Linked DNA regions of Sus scrofa: all the other regions are linked to region 1. Evidence: chromatin contacts called from public Hi-C data. All regions are on one chromosome and are shown on one strand. Each heading gives the region's core, a stretch centred on a gene start, on an enhancer-like site or on the middle of the called end of the contact. The rest is flanking DNA. Distances are from core to core; before and after follow the strand shown.

Region 1 (3,444 bases), core at 486-2,985:
CATTTTAAACAACAAAATCACCAACAAAAAAGCACAAAAAGGCAGGAAACTTGGCATTAGAGACGAGAAAAAGGATACTTATTTGCAGCACAAAGAAGAGTGGAAAAAGACATAGCCTTCTTCTACCTGAACTGGCCATGTGGGCCTCGGTCGGATGAATCAAATCTTGCCACTTTCAGTTAATTACTGTGAAAGTATTTCTAGTATTGGTCTAGAGGTTACAAACCCATTTTAACAAGCAAATTCACAAATACAGAATCTGCTAATAATGAGGATCAACTGTAGTTGCAACAGAGCCCATATGGCCGACAAGGCCTAAGACAGTCACTCTCTGATCCTTTACAGACAACACCTACCAATCCCTGCTCTAGCCTGTTAGGAAAACAAACAATTTTCTTGTTCTTGAAGCCACTGACTGAATTTTGGGGTTTCTCTGTTAGAGCAGCTTATCGTGTCCTAATACAGGCTATAAAGCCTATGCCCTTTCCGCTAAGAGTGTCATCTCTTTTTTGCATCTGAATTTTCTTTTACAAGGTGATTCACTTTTCCATCAAGCTTTTTTCCCACCAAGTATGCCAGTATTTCTCAAGGGGTGGTACTAAAACCTGCATAAGCATGTGTGTAGCTTGTTAAAAATGTAGATTCTTAAAAAAAAGGAAAGAAAAAAATGTAGATTCTTTGTTAAAAACACACACCCAAGTCCTACTAAATTACTCAAGATAGAGGAGAATTCAACTGTCCATTTTTAACAAGACGTTTCTTCATGCATTTTTAAGACTGAGAACTGATGAACTAGTAATAAGTTCAAGATAATTATCCAGTATCTTTCTTGCAACTCCTGGGAGGGTGATTTAAAGGAACTGTAACACAAGAGAAACAAGATGCACCAGGAGGCAAATCACCTGGGCTTGATTCTCCATGCTTCAACCCCTTCAACCTGGACTCTACTTGGAACCTCAGTTTCCCCATCTATAAAAATTTCACAGGCTTGTAGTGAGGATTAACCAAGAATGCAAATAGAGTAACAAAGGCCAGTTGCTCAATAGACATCAATTTTCTTCCCCTTCCATGTGCAGTCAATTATTTGTAAGCTCTTTGGGAACATCACCATTCCAGAATTCTCTACAAATTCCCACAGGTTCCCATAGTATAATTTTTAAGCGACACGCTTCAGTACCCCAGAGGAAAAACTTCCCATCTCAGGGGGCAGTTAAGCCATCGGTAACAGATTAAACAGTATGGGCATCCCCACCTTTCCGGGTCCCCTCATTTACAGGTCTCTACCCCTCTGGGAAACCCTCACCACGAAGTACAAGCCCCTTTAGGGTTCCCCTCATTTAAAAGTCGCCCATCAGGGCCCCCTGATTTCCGTCTCGCTCTCCTTGGGGCTCCCCTTCCTCCAGAGGGAAAGAGACACGGATCTCCGCGTCTCGTACTCTCACCTTCTGTTCTCAACCCCTGTGGCCCCTCAGGCTCTCCAACCTTCGGATCCTCGTATTCCTCACCTCCGGGCACTCCATCTGGCCCTCTCACCACCCTCGCGGCCCTCTCGCAAATTCACGTCGCCCTCACTTCCTCCCCTCACCCACTCCTCCAACCTGCAACCGGGTGGACCCACTACCCCTGCATGGAGAGAAGGCAGTTAACCGTGTGGCCCACCCCCCATTTCTCCCCTCACCTCTAGAGCTACGCCCAGATTCTCCCGCTTCTTTTTGGTCATGTTACTTGCTGGGATCTCCGAGTCATTATTGGACGCGCCCACCAGTAGCACTACGCATGCGCAAACCCTCGTGCTTCTCTCTCATTGGTCACCGAGATGGCTGGCCGCGGGACTACTGGCGGTCGCCATCTTATTGAGGGGCGTAGCCGGTTGGGCCCGGCCATGTTTGTGAGGGGAACCACTATTTGAGGCTTCAAGCTAGGGGGCGGCGGGAAGAGAATGAGCCCATTGGCGCGGGAGGAACAATGGCCCGCCCAGGGGTGGAGCTGCCCCTTTCCTTACTAAAAGAAAGCCACTTTACCGCACAGAAAGGGTCATTTTCTTTCACCCCATCTCCTTCGTGTCCTTCATCCTTTTTGTAACCACCCCGCTCAGTGCGAGGCCAACTCCCACCCTTTAATTCTGTCAAGTTCTTCTCAACCTTCAAGGCCCATCCTGAAGCGCTGTGCCTCCATGAGCCCCTTCGCCTTTGAGGATGTTAATGACTTTCTGTTGTTGTTTCTCCGTTGTGTCTTGTTTGTACTCATTTTTCTTGTTGTGTCGGAAGAACAGTCTACAAACATCATAGAAAACTTTTAAGTGAAAAGCAGCATCCTTGGAGTTCTCTTGTGGCTCAGGGGTTAAGGATCACTGCAGCGGCCCAGGTCACTTTGTGCTGGTTCGATCCTGGCCCAGGAACTTCCACTTGCCACAGGGGCGTCCAAAAAAAAAAAAAAAAAAAAAAAATCCTGCCACTCCTAACACAGGTCTAGCTTTGTTTCTGAGTATTTCCTTCCAGGCTTGGTCTCAGTCACAGTATTTTATACCGTTGTAATCCTAATGATGTAGACTCTTTGAAATGCTTTGTGATCTGACGATTTAAAAAAAAAAAATTTGTGTGATGTCCCAGTTACTCATATACGCTACACCAAAATTTCCTGATAAGCAACTTTACCACCTGCAATACTCTCAAATATTTTCTAATCTAGTCTATTTAATTAAAAAATAGGTTGGTGACAGGATACTTATTAAGCTTATCTCATAATTAATGGATACTGAACTGCAATTTGAAACAGACATTTCCCCACACCTTGAAATCATCATTTGTGATGGCTGCATATGCCACCACATGAATATATCCCATTCTTACATTGGATATTATTTTATCAGACATTACCTCCAAATAATGCTAAAGCAGATATTTTTTGTGTACATAGCCCTGGCTGAATTATTTAAGATAAATTCGCACAAGTGGAATTATTGGGTCAAAGACTATAAGACTGGAATTGAAGCTGCTTATTTTCTGACGGGTTATCTCTCTGTTGGAGTCTGTGTTTCTGTGTGTGAATAATAACCCCAACTCTGTGTTTGGGGAAAAAAAGTGTTTTTGGATCTGTGTTCTCTTCTTGATAGAGTCATTGAATGATGGAGCTGGAGGGGACCTGAGATACAATCTTGCCTGGCTGCCTGACTGAGGCCCACAGAGGGAAAGTGCAGTAAATTCTGTTTGACCAGGAAGCACGCTGCTGAGCAGTTGTTTAGTGCAGTTCTCAGCTAAAAACCCAGCCCAGGAAAAACTTACTCAAGAACATTGTCCATCAAGTGTCAATCAACAGCATTTATTGTCAGAACACTCCTCACAGCATTGGTTCCAATCCCAGAAAAACCAGACTCTGTGCTTCCCAATTATCACAGGCACAGGCCCAGGGGAGGTGAGAAGAGAAGGAAAAACACTGTGTTCTTTT
Region 2 (3,444 bases), core at 667-3,166, 180 kb after region 1:
CAGAGGGAGGGTCCCTGAGAGGGTTGAGGCCACATGATCCTGAGGGGATGATGCCGACTTGCAGGATCTTTCCTCGGCAAAAGCCACGAGAGAGAAGGGAGAAGGGGTAACCGGAGTCCTCTTGGCGCCTGAGAGCGAGGTGTGGGGACGCGGGAGCAAAGCTGCGTGGTAGGAGGCAGAGTTCGGACACGTAGCTGGATGGGTGCGTGCAGTGTTTGCTTTTCCTGGGGACCGTGGCTGAATGCCTGCGTGCGCGCAGCAAGAATGAAGGTGGGGCTGGGGTTTTGTGGCCACTAACCGGCAACAGAAAGACCTAACTAACTGGCTCAGGAGTGGTCCGAAAAGGGATTCTGGGGTCTTAGGAGCCCAATCTAGGGAATGCCTGCATCCGCTCGGGCTGTCTGGAACCGAGTGAAAGAAGCGAAGCCCAGAGGAAGCGGGGAAGGCGAGCCCGCCGCTCGGCCGCGGTGCTGGCAGCCAGCTCGCCTGCAAGCCGCGCGCAACTCTGGATCGTGCCTCGCTCGGCTTCCACACCAGAGGCCGAGCCAGGGGAGGATGAGGTTTTAGTGCAAGTCCCTTCCCCAGCCGCCGGTGTGCGATCCGTCAGGGTCTCCCGAGCCAGCTGGGTGCACTCAAGGGTTCCGAGTCATTCCTGCCATTGGCAGCGTTTGGAAAGTGGGTACCACCTCCCCTGGCATCCCCGGCTTCACGCCAGACCATACGACCCGTCTCGGTGCTCTGGAGCAGCTAGCTCCATCTCCTCGAGCTCTGGAAAAGGGCGGAGACCCCGGCATCCACTCCAGAGTCTGAGCCGGGGTACCCACCAAACCCCGGCGGCGCGCGCTTTGCGCCTCTTGCAAAGTTTCCGCGCGGTGCTAAGCCGGCCTGGAGCGGCACGCGGGCTCTTACCGTAGACTCCTTGTGCCCGGCAGTGAAAGGGGATTAGCGCCAGAAGTAGAAGGCAGGTCACCTCCATCTTCACGGCCGGTGCTTCATCCCCGCGAGGCGGCGCAGCCCGAGAGGCGCCGGGGGGCGCATCCGCCGGGGCCCCGCGATGCCCCTTGCGTCTCCCGTTCCCGGAGAGGCGACGGAGTAGGCGGCCCCAGCGATGGAGACCGGGAGACTAAGGAGGCGGCGGTGGCGGCGAGCCGGGTTTCTCCTCTGGCGGGGCCGCTGCCCGCGTGGGGACGCAGGGGGCGCTGGCCGGCCCCGGGTGCCTCCGCGCGCCCGGCGCAGCAGCCAGCGCCCCAGCCCACGGAGCCCGGCTGCCGAGCCTCCCCGGGTTCCAGGAGTGTCTGCTCGGTGTTCTGGGCGCCAGGGACCCCTCTGCAGAGGCGGAGGCTCTTGGATCCAACAGGCCACCGACGACTGACAAACTTGTCGTTTCCCCGCCCAGGGGACGACCCTCAGCGGAACGGGGGCGGGGAGGCCCGGGCTCCTCTCGGGTTAATCCGCTGTCTCCAGTCCTGCGGCTGGTGCTGGGGGCTCAACGGCCTGACCCAAGGGGGCTGGGTTGGGCGTCCTCTCGGAGGCAAAAAGCCCCGGCTTTGGCCCTCCTGAGCACGGGAGAAGGGCTGGGCTCCGCCGAGGGGCTAGAGCCACGGGTCCCGAGTCCGCGAAGTTAGCCCAGCCACCGAGGAACCTCGGGGAGCGATCGCGCCCTGGCGCCCCGCGGGACTCAGGAGAGCAATTCCATTCAAGAGAGACCCCAGAACGCGGGGAAAGAAGGAAAGTTTGAGTCGTTTGAAAAATATTCGCGCTCTCGCCGAGGCCGGGGCTGCGGCGCGGGAGCCGCTCGCCTCCTCCGCTCGTCGCGCTCCGCTCCCGCCGTCTGGACGCGGCCCGAGGCTCTCCCGGGCTCGCGCTCTCGGGAAAACCGGGCTGCGCCGCGCCCCAAGTTGATCGTCCCCGCCCCCGCCCGGCGGCCTCCGCCAGCGGGGGCCCAGAGCAGGCGGGGCCGGGCCGGGCTCCCGGGCGCGGCGGCCGCTAGGCTCCGGGCCGCGGGAGCACTCCGCTCGCTCGGCAACTTGGGCTCCGCTGTGCTGCTTTCCCCCTCCTCCGAGCTTTTCATTCCGCGCTCTCCCCCCACCCCGCCCCACACGCCTCCCTCTCTCCTCCCTCCTCCTCGCGTCTCCTCGTTCGGTCTCTCGCTCTCCCACCCTTTGTCGCTCGCTCTCCTGTTTGATTCCCCTCCAGTTAAAAAAAGGAGCCAATTAAAGGCAGCCCAGCTCGCCCGGCCCAGCCTCTGTCCAATTTCCTCGCCTCCCCCAGGACCAATTAGAGAAAACAAAACAGGGCTGGGGGAAGCAGACTGCCTTTCTCTTTCTTTCTCTCTCTCTCTCTCTCTCTCTCTCTCTCCTCTCTCTCTCTCTCTCTCATTCTCTCCCTCTCCTCCCCCCTTCTCTCTCTCCGCCCCCACCCCACCCCCAGCAGGAAAATGTCAGAAAGCAGAAATGGATCCATCCATCCAGAGGACAGTGGCGAAGGGACAAGGGTTTTGGCGCGGGCTCTGCAGCGCGCTCACACACTCGCTCTTCGCCCGCCCTTGCTCACCCGGACCGGGTGCACTGATCCCAGTACGCTAGCTAGGCAGACGCGGACGTTCGCTCCGGGGACTCTAGCCTAGCCTGCGGGGCACTGCACACTTTGTAAATGTTTCGCACTTTGCCGCGGGGGGTGGGGGAGGGGAACTGAAGCGAGGGTCGAAGGGAAAGGCCGGGGCGCCAGCAGTGCTCGGGGTCCTGCAGGCGCGCGAGCTGGTCGCCTGCTGTGGGTCTGCAGGGCTGTCTGCTCCGCCCGGGAGTCCCTCCGCCCCCGGCCGAGCCCCGCCCCTTTCCAGACAGCCGAGGCCTCTCCCCGCGTCAGGCGTGGGGGCCCTCGCCGGAGCAGCTGGAGTAGCCGGGGGCTGAGAGGGCGAGATCAGAGCTCCTCCTGCCCGTGCCTCTGCCCACAGGTTGCCAACAGGTTTGTCGGCAGGACCCCGTAGCCAGAGCTCCCCAGGCCACCACCCCATTCTCCCCAGCTCGTCCCTCTCCCCATCCTGCCTCCCCTCAGGACCTCAAGCGCGCCCAAGCGCCCCAGAGGCGCCCTCTCTTTCAGCAGCCAAGCCAGGGGCCGGCTCCAGCCGCGAGGTCTCGCGCTCCCGGACTCCGCTACCTCCACCCGGCCCTCTGGGAGCAGGGGTGGGAAGAGCGCTGTTCCCGAACGCCGGCGGGGAGAGGCAAAGGCTAGGAAGCAGAGCGGGCGGCCTCCCCCGCACCTCCGATCGCTTCCCCCTACCCCGGTCTGGCTAATCTCACCTGCTCCACCTGTCGCCGTTATTTATCTCGGCGTGTGCGCCAGGATTGTATTAGGGCGGCCCCTGGGAGCGCGGAAAACCGCAGCAGCTAACAAGCCGGGAGATTACCAACCCTCCCCCCACCCCCGGAACTGTTTAATCTCCTG
Region 3 (3,444 bases), core at 433-2,932, 150 kb before region 1:
AAGGAACTCCTTATGTGTGGGTTGGGCAGTGCCTTCCTTCCAAAAGGCACAGTACAGAAAAGGGGGAAAGAGTAACTTTATAGTAGAGAAACCTGACAAACACCACCTCAGCAGGGTTATCAAGATTAATGTCAGTAGTGATAATTCACATTGATAGCTTGTAACCTTAATGTGGCACTAGAATAGCACTCGACCTCTGTGGTCTTCCCAACACCTACAAGCCCGTCTAATCATGAGAAAAATATCAGCTAGATCCCAGTTAAGGAATATTCTACAAAATACCTGCTCGTATTCCTTAAAATTGTCAAGGTCATCAAAAACAAGGGAAGTCCAAGAAACTGTCACAGCCCACAAGAGCTTAGGGAGACATGCCAACTAAATGTCAGGATGGCCTTACGTGCACTTGCTGATCCTGGGACAAAACACTAAGGTGGGATGAAAGCATAGCAGTCACCCTTCCAAAGGTTAGGGAAGCATCTCCGTGAATGCAGGTAAGTCTCCACCAATTTTCCTGACCCTCTGTGACATCAAAGGCTGAAATTTCTTTTCTTTTTTTTGGCCTGCCTGTAGCATGCGGAAGTTCCCTGGCTAGGGATCATCAAACCCACGCTACAGCAGTGACCCAGGCCACCGCAGTGACAATGCCAGATCCTTAACTGGTTGTGCCACAGGGGAACTACTGTCCCTCTTTTCTCATCATCTCTAAAGTAGGAATTATAATTGTAACCACCATCGTCACATCTTTTGTGAGAAGCAAGTAAAATAAATTATGCAGGGTGCTTGGTCAAGTCCTTAGTTCTCAATAAACATCAGCCACTTACTATTGCACTTTGTATGATTCATTTATAATACATTTTTTTCCTCTTGACAGAGTTTAAGAAAACTGTGAACCAGGTGTTGGAAAATCAAAACGACCAAAGGGGGCATTGAGTGATTACAGAGGTAGTTACTACAGGGAGCAGCTACCAGACTATTCTGGAGAATCAAAGGAAAGAATCTGAGTTTGCTGTTTTTTCATTTTTTTAATTAACAGCTTTATTGAGGATAACTTACACACCATAAAATTCATTGGAAGTGTATGCTTCAAAGGACTTTTTAGTAAATATATACAGCTGTGCAATCATTACCATAATCTAATTTCATTTTCACTTTTTTAATTGAAATGCAATTGACATACAATATTATGTTCCAGTGTACATCAGAAAGCAGTTTTAGAACATTTTTATCACCTCTGAAAATTCCCTCAACTCTATTTGCATTCGACACCCCCCACTCCCTCTTCCACACCTGGCCCCAGGTTAACACTGCTCTCTGCTTGGCAAGACTTGTCTAGTACAGTGTAAGTTAAAAAAATTCGGCAATAAAAGATCGTGCAAACGAGATGCTATTTAGAAACAGGGTTCACGGATTTAAAAATGATCACAAGTTAAAAGTTGTTTATAATTTCAAATAACATAGAAAGCATCATAAAGCAAAATTTTTAAAAGCGAGAAGAAAGGTTAGAAGAGGCTCCAGTTTGAGGCAGCTAGAACTGAAGTTGGGGCGCTACAAAGGGAGAGTAAGGTGTCACATGGGAGCTTCAGAGTGTAGCGCACACCAGTACCGGACCTGAGGCTACACCACCCTCACCTGAGCCAACCCGCCCCAGCCCTGGTCTCGCGCAGGCGCAGTGACTCCGGCTTGCCTGCGGGGAGCGGGCTGGGGGCGGAGCCCGAACGAGCGTTTGCATCGATCGCGAGCTCCTAGCGATTGCTTCTGTCTGTACTGTTAGTATGGCGTCCGCGAGAAAGCGGAGAGGCGGCGGGAACTCGGGTCGGGTCTCGCTCTGTGCTGACAGCAACCTCGCTCTGTACTGACAGCAACCCAGGGCCGAGTGGGCTATGGGGGAGCCCGGCTCCCTGGTCACGGGAGGCCGCGCCGGTGACCGGAGCTGGTGCTTGCGGCGGGTGGGGATGAACGCCGAGTGGCTGCTGCTGGAGGACGGAAAAGAGGTGAGGGGGAGGGGTCCTACTGATGCGAGGAAGGGGGTTGGAGGAGGTGGGGCAGGAGGGAGGCCAGGCGTCCCGACAGGGTGAGGTAGGGATGAATGGTAAAGAGGAGGTGGGGGAGGAAGAGGAGAGAGAGGTGAAGGCTGGGTCCTGGAGGAGGGAAAGTAGAAAGGAGTCTGGTGCGAGCTGTTGGGGTGTCTGAGGTGGGGGGTGTCAGGGGAAGTAGGACAGCCTGGGAGAAAAGATGGCCACTTCCGGAGCGGCCTAAGCCGGAGGGAAGAGCTGGGACCGATGTCCGGGTTGCGAAAAGAAGCCTGGAAGAGGGGCCGAAGGAGAGGTGGCCGTAGGGGTGGCCCAGAACCTGAGGACTGCTGGGGTTTTGTGGGGGAAGGAGGCGACTAGGTTGATGGGTTAGGGGTCTAGGACCTGTTGGGGTCGCACGAAGCTCTGCAGCCCCCTGCCAGGGAGGCGGAGCTGCCCCAACTTCGGAGTCAGAATGGCCCACGGTCGGGGGAGGGGGGAAACAGCTGCTGAGAGAGTGAACTTTTTCAAGTTTCTTTTAAAAAAGATTTCAAGTTTGGGTCGGGTCCCTTAAAATACTCAGACTATAACGTTAAAATGGCTTCTGTCTTTCCAACTCTGGGGAAAATTGGCGCTTTGGTGTGGGCCACAATTACCCTGAGTCTGGGTACTGCCCATTGGCATTCTCTGAGATGGGTTGGGGTAGGTAGGGCTTCAGAAATATAATAATTCTCTCTAAAAGGCTGCTTATAATGTTCTCTAATGGAATCATAAATGCAAAATTTTCCTTCTTTTTTGTTTTTTAGGGCCAAACCCACAGCATATGGAAGTTCCCAGGCTAGGGATCAAATTGGAGCTACAGCTGCCGGCCTAGCCACAGCCACAGCAACCCAGGATCCTAGCAGCGCTGGGACCTACACCACAGCTCAGGGCAACACCAGATCTCCGCCCCACTGAGCAACGCCAGGTATTGAGCTCTTGTCCTCATGGATACTAATGAGATTCGTTTCTGCTCTGCCCCAACAGGAACTTGCCAAAACAAAAATTTTAAAGAGGGTAGATTTGGCATGGTTTCAGTTCAGGGCTGCTAGACTAGGGTAATGGTTCTGGAGAAGGTGATGTTAGAGAGAAGGGGAGTAGAGAGAGTGCAGTCAGCTTGGGAAGTAGGGCTAGATCAGAGACCAGCTTGTAGTGATGGGAACCATTTGGGTTTGGGAAATGATATGTGTGGAAAATAAGTCTTTTGATTATAATGTATGTTTAAGTAGATTTTTCCTCTAAGTTACACAGTCACAATTCAGTTTCCCAGGTATTTATTGAGCACTTACATTGTATAGTGTACTATGAGAGGGACAAATCATAATGACTTCTGCTCCCCAAGAGTTTATTGCATGAATGGGGAAAGAGGATTTTTATACAATGAAGCCGTTTGAGA

The links. Hi-C and Micro-C count contacts between places; a contact is called where the count stands out from the background.
Region 2: a Hi-C map of skeletal muscle shows a contact between it and region 1, with 2.7 times the contacts expected there. The contact joins the promoter of MDGA1 here to the promoter of CCDC167 in region 1. A contact is called at or near these places in 2 of 47 Hi-C or Micro-C datasets (adipocytes and skeletal muscle).
Region 3: a Hi-C map of liver shows a contact between it and region 1, with 3 times the contacts expected there. The contact joins the promoter of RNF8 here to the promoter of CCDC167 in region 1. A contact is called at or near these places in 2 of 47 Hi-C or Micro-C datasets (heart right ventricle and liver) and 1 of 2 datasets of contacts at active chromatin or transcription factors (alveolar macrophages).

The regions. Positions count from the first base shown.
Region 1 is chr7:33,083,995-33,087,438 of Sscrofa11.1, forward strand. It overlaps CCDC167 (coiled-coil domain containing 167), which reads right to left and starts at 1,736. Exons shown (of 4, transcript NM_001243364.1): 1 at 1,679-1,736. The coding sequence starts at 1,720.
Region 2 is chr7:33,267,297-33,270,740 of Sscrofa11.1, forward strand. It overlaps MDGA1 (MAM domain-containing glycosylphosphatidylinositol anchor protein 1), which reads right to left and starts at 1,917. Exons shown (of 17, transcript XM_001924567.4): 1 at 910-1,917. The coding sequence starts at 976.
Region 3 is chr7:32,930,104-32,933,547 of Sscrofa11.1, forward strand. It overlaps RNF8 (E3 ubiquitin-protein ligase RNF8), which reads left to right and starts at 1,683. Exons shown (of 8, transcript XM_005665930.3): 1 at 1,683-1,991. The coding sequence starts at 1,881.